5 separate regions of the Mus musculus genome follow, and regions 1, 3, 4 and 5 are each linked to region 2. The links are chromatin contacts, called in public HiChIP or PLAC-seq and promoter capture Hi-C maps. All regions are on one chromosome and are shown on one strand. Each heading gives the region's core, a stretch centred on a gene start, on an enhancer-like site or on the middle of the called end of the contact. The rest is flanking DNA. Distances are from core to core; before and after follow the strand shown.

Region 1 (2,700 bases), core at 48-2,547, 2.1 Mb after region 2:
GAGAGAGAGAGAGAGAGAGAGTTAGAGAGAGAGTTAGTTGGTTCCAGGCCTCATTTCTAAAGAACACCCACCCACACACACACACAAAGAAAGGGTGCATTACAGACAATATAATAGTGTTAAAGTAGACTTAAGGTTGCTGTGAACGCAACCGATCCCACAGAAGAGGTTCCCAGATTACCTATTAAAACGTAACATTCAGTGACTGAAAACTTGAAGACAGGAGGAGGGTGGGTGGATGTGTGAGCACAAATTTCCTAAACTACTGTCTCATGATTCCTATGAATTTGCCTCGATCTCATCTTCAAAAGTTAATAATTACCAAAAGGAACATTTAAAATGTAAGTTTAAAAAACGGAAGTGCCAGCAGAAGAGCTGGTGCGCACAAGCCTTGAACTTCAGGGAAAACTGAGCGCTCTCTGCTTGTTCGGAATTCAGCTTCCCACAAGGCGGTTTCTTCATTACTTTACCGTACGGAGTGGAAATTTGTGCAAAATAGAGGAACTTACGGGGGCGCCTTGAACATTAGAAACTGCTGGCTTAATTCTTTCGAGTGACAAGCAGGGGCTCGGTGACACCGCTCCTCTGGGCTCTGCGAGACAGCACCCCCTGCGCGGCCCACGTGGCCAAAGTAAACAGAAGGTGGGCCTGGGCGGGGAGAGCCCCGGCGCCGCCGGATTGCTGCAGAGTGGAGACTTTAGCGCCCAGGCCCCTCTAGCTCTCCCGGCACGGCCTTTGGGGAAATGGGGAGCGGCTTGGCTGGGCGACAGGGAAGGGGGTGGCAGGGTGTGGGGGCGAGTGGGGAGACGACTGGTGAGGTGCTGGCAGCGGGAGCGCGGGGAGCCAGGGGCCCCTGGAGCGCGCAGGAGGGCGCAGAGTTTCCAAGTGCCTACGCGGCCCCCGCGGGAGACAGAGGCGCGGAGGCCGCCCACGCGTGGGTGTGCGGCCGGCGGCACCCGGGGCTCAGGAAAGGCCGGGGAGGAGCCGAGCAGAGGAGGTCCCCTAGCCCCCCGCGAGGGAGTGAGCGCGCAGCCGGGACTCGCCGCGCCCCCGCGAGGGAGCGAGCGCACGGCCCCGGGTCCCGCCGCGTCCCCGCGAGGGAGCGAACGCACGGCCCCGGGTCCCGCCGCGCCTCCGCGAGGGAGCGAGCACACGGCCCCGGGTCCCGCCGCGTCCCCGCGAGGGAGCGAGCGCACGGCCCCGGGTCCCGCCGCGCCTCCGCGAGGGAGCGAGCGCACGGCCCGCTCCCGCGCTCGCGCCCGCTCCGCTCGCATGCCAGTCACGTCCGCCCCCTCGGCGGCCGCCTGAGAGCCGGCCCCGCCGAGCCTAGAGAACAGACGTCAAACTGCCTTATGAATATTGATGCGGAGGCGAGGCTGCTTTCGTAGAGGAGCAGAAGGAAGCAAGATGGCTGCCCTGTAGGATTTGTTAGAAAGGAGACCCGGCTGCGACGGCGGTGGACTGCGAGGCTGAGGGACCAGAACCAGGTCAGAGCGCTGAGGTCCGCGCCTGTCTCTCTCTCTCTCTCTTTCTTTCCTCGCTCTTGACGGCTGCGGAATGGTCCCTTTCCAATCTCCCTCTCTTTCTCTCGGCCTTGCGGGGACTGTCATGTCACCCACAAATACTAAGAGGGAAGAGGGAAGCCTCACAAATTACAGGAGCTTCTTCAACATGGCTGACAAATATAGTTTTAATTCAGCACCCCCTTCTCCTGCGACCTGCACTTCTGTGGTCCCTTCTTCCTGCTAATGCGTGTCTCCCCTCTGTACCCAGAAAACTTACCTTTGTACCTCCCACCAGCCGCTCTTCTGGCCTTTTAGTCTCAGGAAAGTGAGTGTTTTCTTGGGGCTGCCTTCCTGAAAGAGTTCATCTTTGGGGACCACCACTTTCTCTTTTGATCCTCCTCTCCCCTGTTCTTAGTATAAGTCCAGGGAGCCCCTAGTTCATCCTCAGACACCCCGGAAAGAACACTGACCCGGTGTGTTTGACTCTTTTATCTCCAGTAGTGCTTGTTTGGGTCCTGTTCTGGGTTTGTGTCTCTGGCTTCCAACACGTTTGTCCCCTCGTGGACTACACTAGACAGATGTCACAGTGTGTAGATTCAGGATCCACTACGTGGAGGGCTTTTTTTTTTTTTTCCATTCTTTCTTTTTTTCTCTTGAGTCCTCGCGTTTTGTTATTGGCGCTAAGTGAGAGGGGAAAGAATAGTTTCTCTGCTCCCTGAAACAAGACCAGAACCCACTTTTCTCAAGGTTCACAAGCTCAGAGTGGGCTGTGCCTTCCAGTTTGGGAAATGTGTGTAAGAGAATCTGTGCAAATCTGTGTGTTGGCTTTGTGCTGCCCCCGAATCAGCTCGTTCTGTTCCCCTTAAGTGACAGGCACACACAAAGGCAGGCGCAGGCCGGGGGAGGGGGCGGGCGAAGCGTTTGGAGTTGGAGAAGGCAAGGTCAGGGGCGCCCGAAGAAATGAAACCCAATCCCAGAGAAGATCTCTAACAAGTCCCATCCCAAATTTCCTTCACTCTGGCACTCACTCTTTTATTTGGTCGTTCACAAACACCCCTCCTCACTCTTCACTCAGAGCTTGACTCTCTTCCCTAGACCTGCTTGCTAACTGTTAGAAAGCTTATAGGGTTTCTTCTATGGAGAGTTTTCTACGTTTGGCGAAACCAAGTGAGGCCTGGCCAGACTCTTGAGAAGG
Region 2 (2,700 bases), core at 7-2,506:
TCAGGGAAAAGAATCATTTTATATACTATATAGCAATGTGCTAAATAGTAACAAGGACACAGTTCTTGCCCTCTCCCCCTCCCCCTCCCTCTGTCCCCCCCACCCCCACTCTCTCTCACAGAGGTCTGTGTTTGTCACTTTCTGTCACTCAGCGCTTGGCTTTGTTAGTTATCCAATGAGTTCCAGGTCCAACTGTCCGCTGAGGTTACAGATACCCCCACCTGCAGGAATGCTAAAGATCCCAACGACCACTCTGTTGAGTCATTTCCCAGGCCCGTAGGTTACAATTTCTAATGTCCCATAAATAATAACAACCATCGTTGTCTTCCATCTATAGGAAGCCTCTGAACTCTAGATGGCAAAACGGTCTCTACAATTTAATGATATAGCTTTAAGGTTGATTACAGGGCTCTTTAAGGTCACTTAAAGACTCTCTAATATACAGTGTGGGGGGGGGCACCTGTGTTTCCCTCAACAACATCCCACTGAGAGGGTTTTTTATAACTTCATAAGTGGAACGCTGAGCGGAGGGTTAAGTACCAAAATAAAACTGCATGCTCACTACCTGATTGATCCCTGGCCTTTCAAAGTTGTATTTCCACTTGAACTCAGTAGTGAGACCCCCGAACTCTAAAATAGGTTTAAGTCAAAACTCACTTGGGAGCTACCTAGCCCCAGGCTGTCATTCCTGGCCCATGGAGGCACTTTGCCCAAAGAATAAAGACGCTCAAATGCTCGCAAACGGTCATCAGTGGGAGGCCTCTCCAGAAAAATAACCTCCCTTGAGCCGGATAAGGATTTATGAGCTGTGAACCAACACTGCGGGTCTCACTGTCGCTCTAATTCCATCCACAGCGATGATCACACAGGCCGGACAATGCGCTGTGGCTGAAATAATCGAGCGGATTGAAGACTTCATCCAGACCCAATATAAATTCATGGTTCTCTGGAGAGAACCTCAGCTACGATCTCGAAATTCCTGTCCGCTCTATGGAGCGATCTGAGTGTAGCCGAGACCCCCAGAGGAGGGAACAAGCAGATGAGATTGACTTTTGTGCCCAGCGCGTGGGGACCAGGCCGGTCTCCCGTGGCCTCCAGCTGTCCGGGCCTGCCCTTGGGCTGCGGGCGCCTCCCGGGGGCGTCGCGGCCGCCGCGGGGCTTGGGGTTCGGGGCGCCGGGTCGGGGCGCGCGGGCTTCCCCCACCCCCGGAGGCGACCCCACCTCCCGCCCCCGCTGTGCGCGCGCGCGTGGGTCCGTCCGTCTGTCTGCTCTCTCTCGACGTCAGTGGGAATTTCCAGCCAGGAAGTGAGAGAGTGAGCGAGAGAGGACGAGAGAGAAGTACCGAGGCGAGCCGGGCAGGAAGAGGAGGTTTCGCCACCCGAGCAGCCCGGCTGCGCGCTGACGGCTTCCCGTGCCCTGCGCGCCCCCGGCCTGCCGCCGCCGCCGCCGCCGCCGCCGCCCTCGGCCTGCTCGCGGGCCGGCTCTAGCAGCGCAGGCCGGAGCTCAGGGCCCCGCCGCGCCCGGCCCGCCCCGCGCTTCTCCGCCCGCGCCGCAGCCATGGCGCGCCGCTGAGCCGCCCGCCCGCCCGCCCGCGCCCCGACCCGGCTCGGGCTCCCGCCGGTCCGCGCCGCTCCGCAGCGGGAGCCCGCAGGCGAGGAGAGGCCGCGCCGCATCTCCAGGGTAAGCCCCGGGGCAGGTAGAGGAACGGAGCCGCCAGCTCTCCGCACCACGGTGCAGCGGGTCCCACTGGCTCGAAGCTCCCGGGGTTCGGGGGGGGACTAGGGGAGAGCCCCAAGCAGGAGTCGCGGATCGAGCGGCCCCGGCTGCGGGGAAAGGGCACATCCGCACTGGGCGGCCCCGAGGCCTTGCGGGCCGGCTGGCGGGGCCCTCGGCGTCTCCGCGGGCGGGAACGGGAAGCGGAGAGGAACTCTTGCAAAGTTTTAGAAAGATGTACCCAAGCCCCTGCGGCGGGGTTGGGGTGGGGTGGTGGCGGCCAGGCTGAGGTCCGCCACCGGCCTAGGACAGATAGAAAGGTGCTTGGTGCAGTGCACAGCCAGATTTCACCAAAGGGCGGTCAGTGAAATGAAAGCAGAAGTGCCTGTCAGTCCTCCTGGCTGGCAAAGCCCTTCCCAGCTCCTAAGAATCAGTCCCTCGGGAGAACCTGGGGCCCACTTACCAATCTGAGATAGACACCCCCCCCTCCCCATACACACACATATCATGCATTCAGCTGCCAAATCTCAACTTTGATTTTCAAAATAATAAGGAGGGCCTCACACCGATTCTCCAGGGCTGGCATTTGAGAGAGAAATTACCTACTAATAGCACCTTTCAGACTTTTGATTACGGGGAAACTCTAGGATAATGGCACCATGTTTTGTGCCTGACCTCCAAAACAGAAAACGATACAAACATGACGCCTCTGCTACATGTAGGCTTCCTTCGGTCTTCTGAGACAGACACCAATCTTGGCTCTGTTTATGGGTCGAGTCTAAAACTTAAGTGGGACAAATGATAAAAAGATTTCATCATCTAGATTTAATCTGTTTTGTTTTTTTAATGAACTTTTAAAAGTAAAGGCCAACACTGCAGCTTTCTAAGTAAGCATATTTAACTAAAATTTTTGTTGTTTTAGGGCTGAGAACAACTTGTGGTGTTTATTAACATTTGATGGCTATGGCATCAAATACTGGGGCTCAG
Region 3 (2,700 bases), core at 103-2,602, 2.1 Mb before region 2:
CCACATTTCCCAGGATTGTCCCAGTTTGCTTTCTGTTGCTGTGCTAAATACATTGACTAAAAACAACCTGGGGAGGAAAGGGTTCATTTCAAGCCTCTAGATTACAGTCCTTCATCAAGAGATGCCAAAGGAAGAACTCAGGCAGGAGCCTGGAGGCAGGAGCTGAAGCAGAGACCCTGGAGGAACGGTGTTAGTTGGGTTGCTCAGCCTCCTTTCTTACCCAGCTCAGGCCCAGTAGCCTAAGGACAACACTTCCAATAGTGGTCTGGGCCTCCTGCGTCAACAAGCATCAAAGAATATACCTCCCCAACTTGGCCACCATCCAGTGTGAGCTTGGGCAATTCATTAGCTGAGGTTCCCTCTTCCCAGTTGACTATGGATTTGTGTCAAGTTGGCATCCAAAGCTGACAGCGACAGGGATCATTTGCACGTTTGTTACAAGAGAAGAATCTGTGAATGTGCAGAGAGCAGAAACCACGAGGAGGAGGCGTGAGGGTCTCTCCTCAGGCTCTTGGCATTGCTGGGGACATTAGAGAATGCGGTCTGCGTGGCTTTGAAGAAAATACCAACCAAACAAAACCAATAATGATTGTTGATCAAGAAGGCAGATGAGGGGCTGGTGAGATGGCTCAGTGGGTAAGAGCACCCGACTGCTCTTCTGAAGGTCCAGAGTTCAAATCCCAGCAACCACATGGTGGCTCACAACCATCTGTAACAAGATCTGACGCCCTCTTCTGGAGTGTCTGAAGACAGCTACAGTGTATATATAATAAATAAATCTTAAAAAAAAAAAAAAAGGCAGGTGAGAAAGGCCACAGATCCTTAAGGCTTGGGCTATGGTAATGGCTTACAACTGTAAACTCATTAAATTACGTAGACTAAGGAGGCGCAGCTCTCTGTGTGTCAATCATAGTTCAGTAAGGTGGTTTGTAAAGCCAGAATTTCCTTGAAAGCATCTGGGCTGTGGTTCCCACCTGCCTCTCCTTTTATGGGCTCTTTTCCCACCTCTGGAGTTGTTAAAATTCGTAAGATTTTTGTTAGTGTTTAAAGCTGTCTTGTGGCAAATTTCAGGGAGACACCCTGGCCTCTGCTAGTGCTTCGACAAAGCAGTGTAATGGGGATTTTATAATCTGCAAGGTTTCAGTGTAAGCAGAGCATCGAGATCAGTGATTGTCGCCATGATTTATAACCTTCTCTAAACATCGCCCCCTCCCCCAGCTGCCTCCTCCTCGAGGGCCCAAATGTATTCTTCCTTCCTGGAGGCCTGTGTGTTTAGAGGATCTGCTAACTCACTGCCTTGCTTGTGTCTTGACACGCGCAGTCCCTGCTGTCTAGGGTGCCTTTTTATCGCTCACCCTTCCGGGTTTGGAGCAGATCTCCCCCGCCTCCCCCCTGATTTCTAACTCCTCTGTCTAGTGTCTGTGATGGACATTCATGGATTTGTTCTCTAATCTCTCCGGCTTTTGTCGTCAGTAGCAGGGGCTGTCAGACAGTGCCTCTGCTGTAGCCTGTTTTCTGTTGCTATAACAGAACTCCAGAGACCCATTTATAAAGCTAAGAGGTTTACTTTTGACTCTTGTGGCTCTGGGAGGCTGCAAAGCTTGTGAGCGGGCAGCCATGTCTGGTGAGAGCCGAGCCGTGCGTTATTTTTATCACAGCCTCTCTCTCTCTCTAACTAATCCAATCCTGTGAGAATGAGAACTCACTTTTAGGAGAAGAAAAGTAGCAATCCGGTTAAATGACCTCCCCTTAATACTGCTGCTTTGTGGCCTGAGTCTTCACTCATGAATTTTGGTGGACACAACCTGCCTTCAAGCTACTGCAGAGCCCAAAGCCTGCTTGTTAGATCTGAGCCTCTGGCCTTCAGACCAGAGAAGTGCTTCCAACTAGCAATAACTGAGACGTGCAGCACATAAAGCCTCCAGGATTTGCTGCTTGGCCCTCTAGAGAAAGGGAGAAAGGGTTTTTGTTTGTTTGTTTTGTTTTGTTTTGTTTTGTTTGCCAGCTTTTAGTCCATAACAAATCTCTCTTCTCATCCACTGAAAACTTAAGACTCAGGGCTGGGGATGGCTCACTAGTCTTTTCCTAGCATACAAGAGGCTCTGGGTTTGATAGCTGTTCTAGTTTGCTTTCTATTGCTGTGATAAAATGCTGACTAAACAGGGTACATTTCAGCTTACAGGACTGTAGTCCAGTGCTGAGGTGAGAATTGACCCCGGGATCAATGAGGAGCGCTGCTCCCTGCCTTGCTCCCATGGCCTGCTCAGCTTGCTTGCTTATACAACCTCTCGGGCCCACTTGCCTAAGGGTAGCTGGCACCTCTCGCAGTACTGTCCCATTGAGAGACAGAATCTTTTAAGTTCAGACTCCATTTTAGGGAACTTAAACTCAGGTAACTAACAGGCCAGTACTATAAACATTGGTTTCCAAGTTACCTCCACAACAAGACCAGCATCTCCAGGTTAATCTCTCCCAACAAAACTGGAACCTAGCTCCAGCTTCTAGGCTAAGTCCAGCAAATCCAGCATTTCCAAGTTAATTGCCAACAAGCCTGCCCTCTGCTTAAGGACCACCAATGCAGAGGGAAGCAGAAATTAAGTTTATGATTTGATTCCCAGCACCAGCCAAAGTCCTTCTGCAAGTGAGCAAGGTGGCACAGGTCAGGAAGTACAGATGTCTGTGTTACGCATTCTTAATTTT
Region 4 (2,700 bases), core at 112-2,611, 2.2 Mb before region 2:
GTACGCATGAAAATACTTAACACTACTAAACTGTACACCTAAAAATGATAATTTTTATTTCACACTTTTTACAATTAACTTTTCTTTCACTATCTTTTCCTGCCCTGTCCCAATGCTAACAAAAAGGTAAAGTGAAAATCAGCAGAGATAAAAGGCTTCAACGATGTAAAAAGAATTAAGAAAACAATAAATTAAAACAGGGGGCTGCTTATCAAGTTTCCTCTTAATCCTCTTAACCTGGAAATTCTTTCAACAACAGTTAAATGTCATCCTATGGGCATGGGAAAAAAAAAAAAAGACAAAACCAAAAAACGGTAGTAAAGGCCTTGTAGAGATTAAAACTCAGTGCCTATTATGACTTTGCCCATTCCTATACGACCTTGGGCAAGGTATTTTCATTCATTTCATTCATTCATTCATTCATTTGGCAAAAGTTTCTGCACATGGTCAAATAACACGGTACTTTTCTGAGGAATAAGAGGGGCATATAAAATACTAGGCACAACTCGTGGCGCTTTGTGAGTGTTGTGTTGACTGTAGAGTTAGACAATGAATAAGGTGAATTAAAGTAGGGTAAGTCCATAGCCTACTCTTTAGCGATGTACCGAACTTGCGGGTACTTACGGTGCCATATCAAACCAGACACTATTTAGGAATCATCAATAACTTCACCATCCCTTTCGAAAGTGGAGCTGTCTTGTAAGGGCTCTCTCCTCCCTGGGAAAAGCAGTGTCATCTAAGGTATTCGAAGATACTTGCTTAAGGAACGGACAAATTACAGAACCCGGGGATGGTGAAGCCCGAGAAGCCGCTGGAGTCCCCGCTCCTGTCACTTCACAGGGGCCTAGGCTGATCTGGGGAGGGGACCCGTCACCCAGCACCCCACAGCGCCCCGCCTGTGTCCCTGAGTGCTGGAGCGGCCGCGGCCGGCGGGGCGCAGGGCGCGGGGGCCGGGGTCACGGCGGGGGCCGGGGCTCACCGCGCGCGGCCGGCAGCGGGTACAGCTTCTCGGCCTTCTGGAGGAAGCGCTGGGCCTTGTCGCGGTTGCCGGCGCTCAGGGCCTCGCGAGCGATCTGCACGCATTTCTCCGCCTCGTCGCGGTTGCCCTCCATGGCTCGCGCCTGCCTCGGTGTCCGCGGCCGCGCAGCTGCGAGGGGGGCCCGCCGCGGAGGAGGCGAGGCGGCCGGGCGGGGCACGGCGCGGCACGGCGCGGGGAGGAGCGGGCACCGCGGCGGCGGCCCGGCGACGGGCGGCCTCGCAGCTCCGCCTCCTCACGGCCGCCTCCCCGCCCCCCGCGGCCGCAGCGGCGCCAGCCGCGTCCCTCCCGGGCCTGGCGGACCGTAAAGCCGACGCGGTAACCCGGGAGGAGGGCGGGGAGGCCGTGGGTTGGCGGAGCGCGGACGCCCCGGCCCCTAGGCTCCGGTGTGGCCCGGAGCCCGCCTTCCGCGCCACCGGGGTGGGGACAGGGACCCTCACGACCAGATCCACAAGGATCAGAGGCCAGGCCTCCTGGCCCTTAGGTCTTGGGAAGCCCTGGGCCTCCGTTAGGGAGTGATTGCCGCATGGATTCGTCCTACAGGCGCTTCCTGCTTTGGATCGGAAGCCCTGGAACCCCCAACCCCCGCAGTTCCCCAGCCCTTCTCAGCGGCACATCTGACCCACCTGCCACCTGGCAGGTACAATGCAGCTCTTTGGGTTAAAGCAGCTGTAAGGCAGGAAGTTCTTTCATCCACATAGGCTGCTTAAGCACCTCCTATTCTGTTTGATTTGCTCCAGGAATTAGGATACATGTCTTAAGGCTCAGGGAGGGGAAAGGGGTCAATGTATAATAATGGAACATGCTTGGCATGAATCAAGATGTGACTAGCATTTCACACCTGTGTCTGGTCACTAAAAGCAAATTATATCCGAAGTTCATTCGGTGGAGGTACTTTCGTTGTACCCTGAGGGTCTCTGTACTTGTGTCCCACCTTAGGATACAGGCCCTTTCACATTAGTTAACTGTCAATTGGGGGGGGGGGGGACGCCAAAAGCAGTTACCTCCAGCTTCTTCCCAAGTTTTAAGACCCTAAGAGGTCATATGATACAAAGAAACAACAAAAGTACCACGGGGTTATGACTACAGATGCACTGTTTAATTAGTAAGCAGAGAATGTACTTGTTGCTGAGTGAGATCTAAGGTAAGTCCCGATTATTAAGCAAGTTTAAAGCTAGTTTGGGATATGACCTTTATTGAGCTTATCCACCAGAGTGGAAACAATGTCTGTACAAAACCAAATGCTTGTTACTATAACTTCTGCATCACAATTAAAATCCAAACAGTTTTTTAAAAACAGTCAACTCAATCAAAACCCACTACTTCAGAATCAATAGCTTCTTTGAAGCCACAGTAACACTTAAATATGGTTAAGACTCGAATGCAGAAATTTGGTTGGTTGGAAGGCTAATTAAGCCTCCAACTTGCTCAAATAGAATTACAAAAAGGCAAAATTGTGTTTTTCACAGAGATACAGTCCACTGGAATCACCAACACTGGACAGCTGTTAGGAATATTTAGAGTCCTGAGATAATAAGGAATCCAGGCATCCTTAAACAGTCTTCTGTTGTCCTTTCTTCCCGATCAGCGATTTGTGGATGTGTGGGATGACACCTAGGAGAGGGACACAGATTAAGTCTACCTTCTGGATAAACATTTAAAAA
Region 5 (2,700 bases), core at 166-2,665, 2.2 Mb before region 2:
CAATAATTTCTTACCTTGGCAACTTTTTGTACAGGAATCGCTTTAGATCCTGAAAGAGAATAATTTTTAAAAGACCATTATTACCTTGTGCTGTTCTAGCCCTGTCCCTATCCCTAAAGGACATGAACTCACCACTTGTCACTGGCATTTCATCTCTGACGTGTATAACTTGGGAGAAGTTAGTTAACCTTTTTCTAGGCCTCAGTTTCATTATATGCTTCGTTACATGTCTACAGGGATAATCACAGACCCTACAACCTAAGAACGCTGTCAAAGGTTAGTAAGGGCTATGTCAGTGTACTTGGAATTGGGACACACAAATACAGATTTGCTGTAAAATGAGGTCACGTGCTTCCTAATATTTTACATCCGGATGCTACCGTATTCACTTGAGAATCCTCTATAAATCTCTTCCCATGTCCGGGCATCCAGATTGCCCATGAATTTTTTTTTTTAAATGATCCTAATTCCGATAAACTATTCTAACATTCAGCTTCTTGGCAAAGATACTGACAATTATGACCTCCACTCTAAATGTGTGCTGTTTTGAACCTCTATCTCCCAAACTGAATGAGTGTCCTTTCCCACGTTACCACCACAAACTTACTTTTGCTCTCGTCTTAAACAGACACATAGAAACGGAACATAGCTTGTTAAGGGGGCACGCGTTAGCCATCCTTTTAGACTCCCAACACTGCCTACTGAGACACCAAGAGCATTATTTACTGGGAGAGGATTCAGAGCACTGTCCTATGAACAGGTACTGACTGGAAGGGCGGCCAGTCATCCTTCAGAATTTCCAGTGCCACCCACACAGAGTTCTTGTATGCTCCAATAGGATTAGGAGGTGGAAGAATATATAGTTCTCTGAGGCTAAAGCACCTTAGTGGCCCATCACAACCGGTCCTGACAGAAGCTCAGGCCCCTGCAAGTCCTTACTACAAATCCAGGAAGAGAGGCGAGGCTGAAACACATTTCTACCTTTCTCCTCTCAGAAGCCGTATGCAAACCTCCCACCTCCCCTTTTTCTTGGGAAGGGGTGTCAACTTACATCCGCCATGATGAACCCCTTTTCCTCGCAGAATCGATCTCCACTCCTGGAAGGAAAACTTCCGTGACTTCCCCCGCACCCGAGGCTTAGTCACCCTCTCCAGACCCAGACAGCATCACGAGATCCACCCTCTCCAGGGCCAAGCGAGAGCCCTGGATCTCCGTCAAGGGAGTGGGGAGGTTCCCGGGGACCCTGCCCGGTGGCCAGCCCACCTCTCCCCACCCACTCTGTCCCCGAGCTGAGAGGAGCGGCGACCTCTGCAGACGCACGCGCGCTCCAGCCTGGGAAGACCTGCCCCGGTGTTCCCGCAGTTCAGTCGCCTCTCTGAAGCCGCCTGTCAAGTCGCTGTCACATTACTCGTGACCTCCGCGGGATCCAGGAAGCACTTGCTGCACCCTCCAGTACCGGGACTCGGAACTTCCGGGGAGACCCGGGCGGAAATTGCGCGCGCGGCCGCCCCGCCCCCTGGAGGCTTTTTTTTTTTTTCCTGCGCCTGCGCGCTGCGCCACGAGCAGCTGGGTTGGCATCTGCGGTCCTTGCACCTTAATTTCCATCCAACTCACCTACAACGGAAGATGATCCTGTGCGGAGTATGTGTACACCTTTCCCAGACCCATTATGTAAATCTTTATGAATGAAGACGTTTGAGGAGAACAAACTGAGCAGCCTACTTATTAGAAGTCCCAGGTCCTTGGATAACCTAATTTACAAGCCAGTTTCCTAACGGTGCTGCTACCACATGTTCTCTTGGGTTTTTACCTAGAAGTGCAGGAGCCATGGGCCTATGGGCTCGTTTGCTAAGTCCGTTTTGAACACGCATGCACTGGGCTGCCTGCTTTGGCTCTTGGGCCTGCATTTGTTGTATCTTCTTAAAATAAAATAAAAACTGCCTATATTTTTTGTTGGTGTTTGTACATTCAAGAAAGCCCACTGTAAGGGCAAGGCAAGAAAGCTTAGCAAAAGGGAGGCTTCTCCATTTGCTTTGGCCCGGTGTTTCTCATTACTGACGCGTTGATAACTCTTTTGTGGTAGAGGGCAGCCATGTAATCCGCTTAGGAGACTCTGGTAGAAACCCTGAGGACAAACGAAAATCACCTGGGATCTAAATACTCCCCAGTGGCTGCCTGAGCTGGGGGGAGTGGGGGGAGGGCGGGGAGGGGGAATGGAAGCTGATGGCTTTTGCTGCAGATGTTAACAGTCGTGTACCGTTAAAGAAAACGGTAAGCTCTCTAGGAGCACCTACTTTGGAATTCTTTTACTAAATCGCCACTCAAGTTTCTTTTCATTTCCACAAAGTTTTAATACTTTTATTCTTTGAGAATTTCATACAATGCATTTTGATCATATTTACCCCTGACTCTTCTGCTCTAACTCCCCTTAGGTTCACCCCCATGTCTGTACCCTTCAAACTGTGTCCTCCCCCCCCGCCCCCATAACCTATCAAGTCCAGTTTGGGCTGATCATCTCCGGGGCCTGTGGGACTAGCCAATGGAGCATGGCCAACCTACCAGAGATCACCCTTAAAGAACACTGACACCTCTCTCAGAAGCCATCAATTGCCCATAGCACTTCAGTGTAGGTAGGCTCACCAACCATCCCCACTGCATGCTAGAATGTTGGCTGGCTTGATCTCCGGCAGGCCCGCTCAG

Evidence for each region. Promoter capture Hi-C pulls out the DNA fragments that hold promoters and counts their contacts. HiChIP or PLAC-seq counts read pairs in DNA pulled down with a chosen protein or histone mark. Capture Hi-C pulls out chosen DNA fragments and counts their contacts.
Region 1: a promoter capture Hi-C map of adipose tissue shows a contact between it and region 2, with 4 times the contacts expected there. The contact joins the promoter of Tet2 here to the promoter of Nfkb1 in region 2. A contact is called at or near these places in 5 of 39 promoter capture datasets (cranial neural crest, hippocampal neurons, liver and 1 more), 2 of 115 datasets of contacts at active chromatin or transcription factors (astrocytes and microglia) and 2 of 9 other capture datasets (adipose tissue and liver).
Region 3: a contact with region 2 is called in an H3K27ac HiChIP or PLAC-seq map of embryonic stem cells, with 6 times the contacts expected there. The contact joins the enhancer-like site here to the promoter of Nfkb1 in region 2. A contact is called at or near these places in 1 of 39 promoter capture datasets (liver) and 4 of 115 datasets of contacts at active chromatin or transcription factors (SST interneurons, bone marrow-derived dendritic cells, embryonic forebrain and 1 more).
Region 4: a contact with region 2 is called in a promoter capture Hi-C map of adipose tissue, with 5 times the contacts expected there. The contact joins the promoter of Dnajb14 here to the promoter of Nfkb1 in region 2. A contact is called at or near these places in 13 of 39 promoter capture datasets (the 3T3-L1 cell line, 3T3-L1-derived adipocytes, the C10 cell line and 8 more), 3 of 484 Hi-C or Micro-C datasets (B cells, CD4 T cells and CD8 T cells), 13 of 115 datasets of contacts at active chromatin or transcription factors (astrocytes, bone marrow-derived dendritic cells, cardiomyocytes and 9 more) and 1 of 9 other capture datasets (adipose tissue).
Region 5: a contact with region 2 is called in a promoter capture Hi-C map of liver, with 4 times the contacts expected there. The contact joins the promoter of Lamtor3 here to the promoter of Nfkb1 in region 2. A contact is called at or near these places in 5 of 39 promoter capture datasets (the C10 cell line, frontonasal cranial neural crest, hippocampal neurons and 2 more), 3 of 115 datasets of contacts at active chromatin or transcription factors (astrocytes, embryonic forebrain and thymic regulatory T cells) and 2 of 9 other capture datasets (adipose tissue and liver).

Annotation. Positions count from the first base shown.
Region 1 is chr3:133,542,987-133,545,686 of GRCm38.p6, reverse strand. Tet2 (tet methylcytosine dioxygenase 2) reads left to right here and starts at 1,297. Exons shown (of 11, transcript NM_001040400.2): 1 at 1,297-1,487.
Region 2 is chr3:135,690,103-135,692,802 of GRCm38.p6, reverse strand. Nfkb1 (nuclear factor of kappa light polypeptide gene enhancer in B cells 1, p105) reads left to right here and starts at 1,256. Exons shown (of 25, transcript NM_008689.2): 1 at 1,256-1,680.
Region 3 is chr3:137,826,518-137,829,217 of GRCm38.p6, reverse strand. No RefSeq gene overlaps it. Among named protein-coding and RNA genes, the nearest start is that of Gm31678, 25 kb to the right of the region's middle. Within about 2 kb of position 1,352, at least 32 of the 459 cell types and tissues checked have an H3K27ac peak or open chromatin away from gene starts, as enhancers often do. A contact at or near this core is called in embryonic stem cells, where this site is marked.
Region 4 is chr3:137,866,336-137,869,035 of GRCm38.p6, reverse strand. It overlaps Dnajb14 (DnaJ heat shock protein family (Hsp40) member B14), which reads right to left and starts at 1,361. Exons shown (of 8, transcript NM_001033155.1): 1 at 980-1,361. The coding sequence starts at 1,112. H2az1 (H2A.Z variant histone 1) reads right to left here. Exons shown (of 5, transcript NM_016750.3): 5 at 2,114-2,650. The coding sequence ends at 2,589.
Region 5 is chr3:137,917,270-137,919,969 of GRCm38.p6, reverse strand. It overlaps Lamtor3 (late endosomal/lysosomal adaptor, MAPK and MTOR activator 3), which reads right to left and starts at 1,415. Exons shown (of 7, transcript NM_019920.2): 1 at 1,307-1,415; 2 at 1,052-1,097; 3 at 15-49. The coding sequence starts at 1,060.